2 separate regions of the Sus scrofa genome follow, and region 1 is linked to region 2. Evidence: chromatin contacts called from public Hi-C data. All regions are on one chromosome and are shown on one strand. Each heading gives the region's core, a stretch centred on a gene start, on an enhancer-like site or on the middle of the called end of the contact. The rest is flanking DNA. Distances are from core to core; before and after follow the strand shown.

The links. Hi-C and Micro-C count contacts between places; a contact is called where the count stands out from the background.
Region 1: a contact with region 2 is called in a Hi-C map of embryonic fibroblasts, with 2.9 times the contacts expected there. The contact joins the enhancer-like site here to the promoter of ST8SIA1 in region 2. A contact is called at or near these places in 1 of 5 promoter capture datasets (liver) and 5 of 47 Hi-C or Micro-C datasets (embryonic fibroblasts, fibroblasts, liver and 1 more).

What each region holds. Positions count from the first base shown.
Region 1 is chr5:51,262,888-51,267,195 of Sscrofa11.1, forward strand. The region is part of intron 2 of ST8SIA1 (alpha-N-acetylneuraminide alpha-2,8-sialyltransferase); the gene reads left to right. Among named protein-coding and RNA genes, the nearest start is that of ST8SIA1, 54 kb to the left of the region's middle. Within about 2 kb of position 2,159, at least 10 of the 83 cell types and tissues checked have an H3K27ac peak or open chromatin away from gene starts, as enhancers often do. A contact at or near this core is called in embryonic fibroblasts, where this site is marked.
Region 2 is chr5:51,210,050-51,214,508 of Sscrofa11.1, forward strand. It overlaps ST8SIA1 (alpha-N-acetylneuraminide alpha-2,8-sialyltransferase), which reads left to right and starts at 1,263. Exons shown (of 6, transcript XM_021092233.1): 1 at 1,263-2,179. The coding sequence starts at 1,944.

The DNA of each region.
Region 1 (4,308 bases), core at 909-3,408, 54 kb after region 2:
TTAGTGTATAACAATAAGGTTGAACATTTTTATTTTAAAATGGGAAATAGAAGGTTTAATTTCTGGCCAGCATCCTTTTTCTCTCTCCTTCATTTGCCCTTGGGAGGCTTCCTTGTGTTGAAGGGAATGACTAAGAGTCAGAAAATGTAGGAGTGAAATTTCGTCTCCATCTCTTACTACCTCAGTGCCTTGCTAAGTCACCCAGCTCTTCTGAGACTCAGCTTTCTCATCCATACCCTGGAGAGAGCAGTACATGTGCAACCACCTCACAGAGCTGGGGATCACTTTATATAATAAAAGTCCAGGTACTATGTAAACTACCAAAAATTTTCTAAGTGTTAGGTATTAATGTTGTCTCGGTTCATATATTGCGTCTTCAGGCTGAGGAGTGAAGCATATAATTGGATGTTTCATATTGGGCATTAGGCACTTAAGAAATCTTTAGGAAAATGAAGAAATGGGAATCAAGAGATGGCTCCTGAAATTACTAACTCTGAGACCCCACTACCCGAACTGTGGTTCAGGAATTGGCGGGCCCAGCTGCCACTGCCATTAGCGTGACCACAACTGCCTCCAACAGAAAAAGAAACAGGGCCAGCAGGATTGGTTTCAACTCAGGTCCTCTTCCCAAATCTCCCTCAAGAGCCTCTAATGAGTAAGATGAATTTGCATCCAGAACACTAGTTGCAAAGAAGTCCAGGAGGGGCAGCATTTAAAAGCAATCAAGCTTTAGCAGGAAGCTCCAAACAGGGTGGAATTAAGGTTGAGTAAGCCAATTCACAGTGCCTTCTCTGTACAAAACTGTATCAACTCGCTATGAAATGAAGAAGAGATAAGGAAGCAATCTCCTTGAACAGCTCATCAAAAAGAAAAATTTTTAAAGAAATCCAAAATAGGATTTTTATAGATGAGGGCTCTTAGTCATACTAACTGACTTTTAACTTTGTGCTAGAAAATAGATTTGAAGAAGAGAGATCATGAAAGAAATACAAACTAACCTCCCATCTTATCTGTAAGTTGCAGCAGTAAGATAGCAGGAAACAGTTTCTTTTTAAAGTGTATGTGCATGAACCCTGGTTCTTTGTGCCAGCTGCAAGACCAAGAAACCAGCCCTAAATAATAACGGACAAATGCTTTTTTTCTTAGAAAGCAAAAGTGACTGCATCATTGTGTGTGTGCATAGTATTACAAAAGCCTGAACCAGTTTGATGAGTAGACTTAAAAAAACTGCATGTGGCAGTTCCTGGTGGTTTAGCAGGGTAAGGATACAGCCTTGGCACTGCTGTGGCTGAGGTCACTGCTGTGGCATGGGTCTGATCCCTGACGTGGAAACTTCCACATGCCACAGGCACAGCCAAAAAAAAAAAAAAAAAAAAAAGTTATGTGTGTATTTTTCTGCTGAGATTCTGAAATGATTAATTTCTAGAAACCCTGGAAAATCATTTTGCATCAACACAAACGTGTATATCCCAGTGCCCCTCTCATTTATTTGTGAAATAGTTCTGGTTTGGTATCAGGAAGTGAAATTGTCGGTTAATTGTTATGCTTCATTCACGTTCCCCTTGTGAAGAAAGTTCTGTGTGCTGATTAGGCAGAAATGCAGGTGGGTGTGTTGGGCTCCATGTTGTCAGTTGAGCAAAGCATCCTTCCCTTCCCTGCATTCAGCAAAATCATGCCAGATCACTCCTCCTCTAACTCAGGTGTATAATTTTATATTACACCTTTAATTATGGATTTTAATATATTTAATTACATATCACACTTCTCCCCTAAATGCTTGGTATTTGTCAGCTGCCATTACTGTGATGACTTCTTTGCCTATTTTTAGCCACTGCTTTTGTTGTTATTGTTGCCAAGATACAATCCAAGATTTTCTCTGTCATGTAGAAAGTTACCAGGTCTTGAATCAGGGCTGGAGGGTCCAGGAAGGGCACTACTGAGAGGCTGTGTACTTTGAGATGCCACAAGGAATCTCTGTAGTATTTGGACCTCTTATGACTTCCTGTAGCTCAATTGACAGATTAGTTCACTTCTGCCTTACATGTGGTTATTTGCATAACCCATAACAACATAACACAGCTTTCTACAAGTCTTTATCCACTGATCTCAATGCCATCTTGTGAGCTTTTGAGGAACTCATTTCTGTGCTTTGTGCGGTGCTTCCCACTTAATAGAGAAGTTCATCTCCAGATGCTCATGTTTGCCGAGGCCTCACTGTTCTGTGTCCGACCTGGGCTGGACCACTGCCATGCCCTGGCTTGAACTATAGGAAACCAAGTAGGACAGTTTGATGCAGCTGTTTCCAACTGGCTCAATAATGTATTTTGGTGAAATATTTGTTGACTATTATTAGGCATGAAAGACTGAATTTTAATCCTTATGTAGGTTTTTTGGACTATGAAGTGTGTGTGTGTGTGTGTGTGTGTGTGTTCAGAAGGGACAGTGTGATGGTAGATGTTCCCACTTTAGAATACTTGAGAATGTCTCCATGCCCTGTGGTGGGATCAGCTCCTTCCTGCTCTGCCTTCCTTTTTAAGCCTGTATGGTCCCACATTTGAAGATAATACCAAATAAATCCTATTTGGCCTAAGACATATTTTTGCCCAGAAAGAGTGTAAATTTCTCTTGAATGAGTGAGGGAGTAGCAGGAATGTTAGAAACCACAACTGTGCTGATATAATCTGGGAAATATTTCCTTTGGTGTAATAAAAAACATGGTTGGCCCACCATTCTCTTACATGGTGCTGGATAGTCACATGATATACAACACAAACCAGACAAGTTCTTTTTCCTCAAAATAGCCACCCAAGGCCATATGTAAAGAATCACAAAACATCGTTAATACACCTCAGACACTCATTTCCAGCTCCTCTGGTTGCCATAAGCTCCCTGACATGTTCATGGATCTCAGAGAAGTCATGTAATTGTTTTCAGCCTGAGTTTTATAATTTTTAGTTCAGGACTAGTAATGCCTGGTGTTCATATTTCAGTGTCATTATAAGAAACAAAGTTAAAATGAGATGATGGATGTAAAAGAGCTTTGTAACGAATTCACTATGCAAGCATATAATAAAGTTGTTTTTTTAATTTGCCTAAGCATTAATGCATTTAAGCATTTCTTAGGCATCCTGGTAATACAAGGAACCAGTGTGTGAGGAGAAACACTAGAAAAGGGATCAAATCAATTTTTTAGACTGGGGAGTGGTGAGAAGAGAGAAATCCATTGAGTCTGGGACTTAGGGAAATATAAAGTAGTAATGGAGAATGCCTCCAACTGTGCCAGCTGTACATTTGTGTCGTTAAAGTTGGATAATAATTATGATCAGCTTCAAGTGCAATGTGAGGTAATTTTTTTTTCTTTTTTTATGGCCACACCTGCGGCATATGGAAGTTCCCAGGCTAGGGGTCAAATCAGAGCTGCAGCTGTTGGCCTACACCACAGCCACAGCAACATGGGATCCGAGCCACTTCTGTGACCTACACCAAAGTTCATGGCAATGCAGGGTCCTTAACCCACTGATTGGAGCCAGGGGTCGAAACTGCATCCTCATGGACACTAGTTGGGTTCGTTACTGCCGAGCCACAACAGGAACTCCATAAATTCTTAATTTCTAGTGAATTAGGTTTGTGTATCTGAACAATGGATTGACAGCCACTCTTCCTCACCTTGTCCTGTAACCAAGAGAATGAGAAGCGTGGGTCATCACAGGGCTTCCAAATATGTTTCCAAAGGAAAGCATGTGATTAGAAGTGAGTGGCCTCACAGAGTAGTTGAAGGTAAACTGGAAGACGCGTTTGTCATTTAAACTTAGAGGTAATTACAAATCAAGTCCTTTCTCTAATGAAGATTCACAGGTTGTCTGTAGCCGAGAACAAAATGAGAATGAGATGTAAGGACTGATTTATTTCACCACGGTGTGCACCTTTCTAAAATATTTGACAGTGTGTAAAATTTAGGACAAAGATTATGGTCCAGACTTGTAGTTTTCCTGGAAACAATTGAAAAGGATGCATGACACCAATTACAGCTGAGTCACATCTCATCCCACAGGTCTGATAGGAGGGATAACTTTTTTCAGGAGGTGTTAACATTAATGTTGATTGACGTGACTGGGGGTTTTCCTACACAAAAAGCTGGTATGTCTTTCTTTTTCTTCAGTTGGATTCCTCATTTTGGTCCTTCTTTCTTTCTGGCAAATGTCTATCCTATTTTGATTTACCTCTGAATGTTTGTTTTCATACTAGGAGGTCTCTGTTTCTGCTCTTGATAGATATGTTCATTTTCACTTCTTAATTCTTTTAGAGATC
Region 2 (4,459 bases), core at 13-2,512:
TCACTTTGCAGAACTTCAGGTAATCTTCATTTCAAAGAATCTCTATCAGGGTCCACTGTGGTAAGATGTGACTTTGGGATTTTACGCTTTCTCTTCTCTCCTGATTTACCCAAGAGGAGAGACCTCTGGGGCATGCTTGCCGGTGGAAAGCAGTGGGTAATTCTTCCAAGAGTGAGGAATGAGACTATTGTGGTCGTTGGGCTGTTTTTAGTAAATAACTTTCCATCAACTTCTCAAGTTCCATCTCTCAATGGAGAAAGATGCTGGAGAAAGAGGTACCAGGCCACGGAGCAGTCAGGGTAGGTTCGAGGGACAGTGCAGGCTGGTCGTTTGAGCAAGTGGAGCTGTGTCCTTAGATTTTGGTTTTGTGACAACGAAGGAGACCTGGTTAGTAGGCTGCTTGGTTTCTTTGTCCCTGCACACTTTACGTTTGACGAGATGCTTAAGCAAATAGAATGAGCGACCGCTAGGAGGTAGCCGAGCTATTCGTCGGTGAGCAGAAATGGCTAACTGTGAGTCCCTGGGCACCGCCGGTCCAGGCGGGCGGCTCTTTTCCAAGGTCGGCTCAGCGATGAGCTTGCGGGTGGAGCAAGAAAGACGTCGAAGAACAAACGGCCTTTACATCTAAAGGGCAGAGGAGGCGACCGCTCCTCCAAGGCATTGCCATGTCCCGAGGTCTGCTCGTTTGGGCACCAGCTGCCTGCACATCTGGATGCAGCAGCGCCTTTCCCCGCAGGGCGGAGGCGAGACGGAGGACCCCTGTGTGCACGCACCTCCCCGTGAGCGCGCGTGCAGGCCCATGAGCGTGTGTCGGAGTGTGTGCACGCGCGCGCGCGCGCACGGGTGGCGCTGGAGCCGCGGCTCGGGACCGGAGAATGGGGGCTGGGGCCCAGGAAGGAATAAATCTCCGCGGGCCTTCTCGTGCCTCACTGCGGGGTTAATAACCAACCAGTTAGAGAGAGCGAAGGGTGACGGCGGCAGGGTGACAGCCCTGGCACGCCGGCCGGCTGCGTGTCGGAGGGTCAGGTTATCAGCCAGTCTCGGTTATACTCAAGAATTTGTGTATATGCATTTGGGCGGGGGAGGGAGGGGCTGTTATTTGTTTTATTGTTTGCCCCTATCTCCGGGAGACAAGGGCGGGAGAGAGGCGCGCGCGCCAGCCGAGCGTCGCGGATCTGAACGGGTCGAAGGAGGCAATTTCGCGGGTGGGGGAGGGAGGGGAGACCTTGATTTCCACCAATCCCCGGGCGTTTGTCTGCGAAGTCCCGGGCGCAGCGGAAGGCTGCGGCGCGCCGCTGAATTAACTGATGAGAACGAGTTCTTTTCTTCTCTGGGAGGGGTGCGGAGTGGGGGTCCTGGCGGACAAGGCGGAGAAGCCCGGGGCGGGCTAGCGGTCCCGGACCGCCGTGGAAATTTCCAAGGACTTGGCGCGGCGCGGGGAGCGCGTCTTGGGGGGGTGGGGGGTGCCTGGCGGCGCAGCAGCGCGGAAGGCGGGGAGAGACGGCGAAGGGCGCAGGAGCATCGTTGAGGAAGGCACGCCGCGGGCCAAATGTCTGAGAGGGAGCCGAACCTTCTCCCGGACCCTTGCCGAGGGCGACGGTGATGCTGCAGAACCCGCGGGAGCGACTCAGCGCCGCTGCTCGCCGCGCTCTAGGAGACCTCGGCGCCCGCCTTCTGCAGGGGAAGCGACCGCGGCTGTAGCTCGTGACTTGCTCCCAGGTCACTTCCCCCAAGAAAGAAATCCTTGAAAAAGTTGCATTGGAAAAAAAATCTTTGCGCTGACCTTTGGGGCCGTGGGCGCCGAGGGAGCGTGCGTGCTAGTGCCAGCAAGAAAGCGAAAGGTGTGTGCATGGGGGGCCGGCGGTGGGGGGACCCTCCGCTGCCCCTGCGCCTAGCGTTGTGCTGAGGCTCCCCTTCTCGCCCGCCGGGACCCCGGGGCTGAGATGAGCCCCTGCGGGCGGGCCCGGCGACACACGTCCCGAGGGGCCATGGCCGTCCTGGCGTGGAAGTTCCCGCGGACCCGGCTGCCTGTGGGAGCCAGTGCCCTCTGCGTCGTGGTCCTCTGTTGGCTCTACATCTTTCCCGTCTACCGGCTGCCTAACGAGAAGGAGATCGTGCAGGGGGTGCTGCAACAGGGCACGGCGTGGAGGAGGAATGAGACGGCGGCCAGAGTCTTCAGGTACTCCTGCCCTCGCGGCTCCACCGCGCTCGTGTCCTTTCCTCCCGGGGCGCCGAGGCCAGGGTCACGGGCGAGGACCGTCTCGCAGAGGCCCTTTCATCCAGCCCTTCTTGTCCCACTCCCTTTCTTTGTCGTTCCCAGCCTGGAGACATTAGTCAAGGGCCCTTCCCCAGCCCTTACCCCAGGAGCTGGGCAGACACCTGCTTGGGCCACGTAAAGTCTGTACGCATTTCTTCCCAAGCCCGAGTTGTATTCAGCGATTTGCCAGTAACCCATGGGAAGAAGAATCCAGGCTAACTTTGTCCCTTGAACTTAATGAGAATGTATCTCTTGAGCTCTGCTGACGTCTGAAGCTATGGAGAACTAGGAGCAGGTGCCGGGCGTCTTCCTAGGGTTTGGTGAATGATTGGTAATATCAATCAGTAATGAGGGAGTCAATGGGCAAGTCTTGGGCAGGGAAAACATGGACACCCAGCCCGGCTCCCGCTGCTTTGTCCGTGCGCTCATAACAAACACAGGGCACTTACTGACTAAAAGCCAGGCACTGGGTGGTTTTTATTGGAGCCTCTGACAACTTTCTAAAAACAGATAGTATATCCCCCTCTCACCAGCCACAAACTGAGTCTTCACAAGGAGGAGTTACTTCTCCAAGGTCATGCACCTCTGAAGGATGGGATCTCGAATTTTTGTCACAGAAGGCTCTGAAACTCCCAGCTCTTTTTCTTGACTTAGACTGTGGATGCCTTCTGGAAGCTGGGAGATGTGGTTTAGGCCAGGACTTGAAATCAGAAAACAAACACAAAAACGAAAACCAGGGTGGAAATCAGAACTCTGGGGATCACTCAGATTCAGAAAGGAGTTTCCCTTCCCTTCTGGAATTTCAGCTGAAGTGTCTAAAAATAAGTTCTTGGCAGCAGGGGTCTGGCTGGTGAGATTGGAGGTGAGGCAGGGCTGCTTCCCCTTCCTCTTTGCCTTCCTGGTCACGTTGAGGGGACACCCTGGTGCTCCTCCCTCTGTCACGTGCCCCTTTCACCTTCAGTCCCTTCAGCTGAAGATGCTGCGGTTGGCTCTTCCTGTGATTGTCCATTGCCTGGGGTGGGGGTGGGGTATGGAGTGCTTTCCTTTGCTCTGCATAGGCTCTTTCCAAGTGGTCTATGGGCAGCTGAGAGCCAGCTTAAACATTTTCCCAACTGTTAGTTACCCATGTTCAGAACATCTATAAATTAAAAACACAAACTTTTCAAACATATGGTTTCCCTTTCTTTCTCAGGCCCGCTGCTGGAAAGAAGGGCGAAGAGATAATAGTCCATCCTTGCAGGCGGAAGGCAGCTGAATGCTCCTTTAAACTGGGAGGGGAGACTTTCCTTCTCTCTTTTTTTAGAATTCTGCTATCAAGTTTAAAAATAACCCCAACTCCCCTTAAAGGTACATAAGGGCTCATTTTCCCTCACCTTCATGGTATTGATGGTTGGACTCAAAAGCACCCATAAGGCAGAGTATCCAGCAATTCTAAAGACAGAGAGCACTTTCATTTCCAGTAATACAAGGAAATGAGTTAAGAACTTCCCATTGGTTTGCAATGGAAGAGCTCCCCACTTTTTTTTTTTTTTTGTATAGAAGGAGGAATAATGAAGCTCTGTTAGAGAAGAGATTTCTTTTGGAGCACAGAATCAAGTGGAAAATGGTTCATATCTGAGAAACCCAGGCTGGTTGTTTCCGAGATACACTTGCCCCTTGCTATCTGTAGTCCGGGGTTAATTCTCAGTGTGCTTGGCTGGCATTTGGTCTCATCTCTGTGCAGAAAATTACTTATGAAAATCCATACACTAGAAAAACTGCCTAAACACATACCCCTCAAAGTGAGTGTGTGTAAGCCTGGGTAAGAGGCTCCCTTGGGCATGGAAAAGAGTTTGGGCTTCGGAGTAGAATCCTGACATTTCAGACTGACCGTGCCATGGCTAGGTAAACAGCAGAGTGTCTTTGGGATGTTACTCTGAGTTTTCATTTCCTTATGTACAGATGGAGATAATAACATCTATCTTGCAGGGTTAGTGTAAAGTTTAAATTAAAAAAACTGATGCCAAGTGTCTGGCGCTTATAACCAGTCAATGGTGTCCTTCTAATTGTTATAAATTGTAAGTTGTATATGTTAAGAATTTGGAATATTCACTTGCCAGATTCACAGAGAAGCATCATTGGCTTCCCCTTGTGCCTCCCCCCCGCCACTTAAGCTAATGCACAAGGATGAGGAAATCAAAAGATAGTCAAAGCATCATGGTT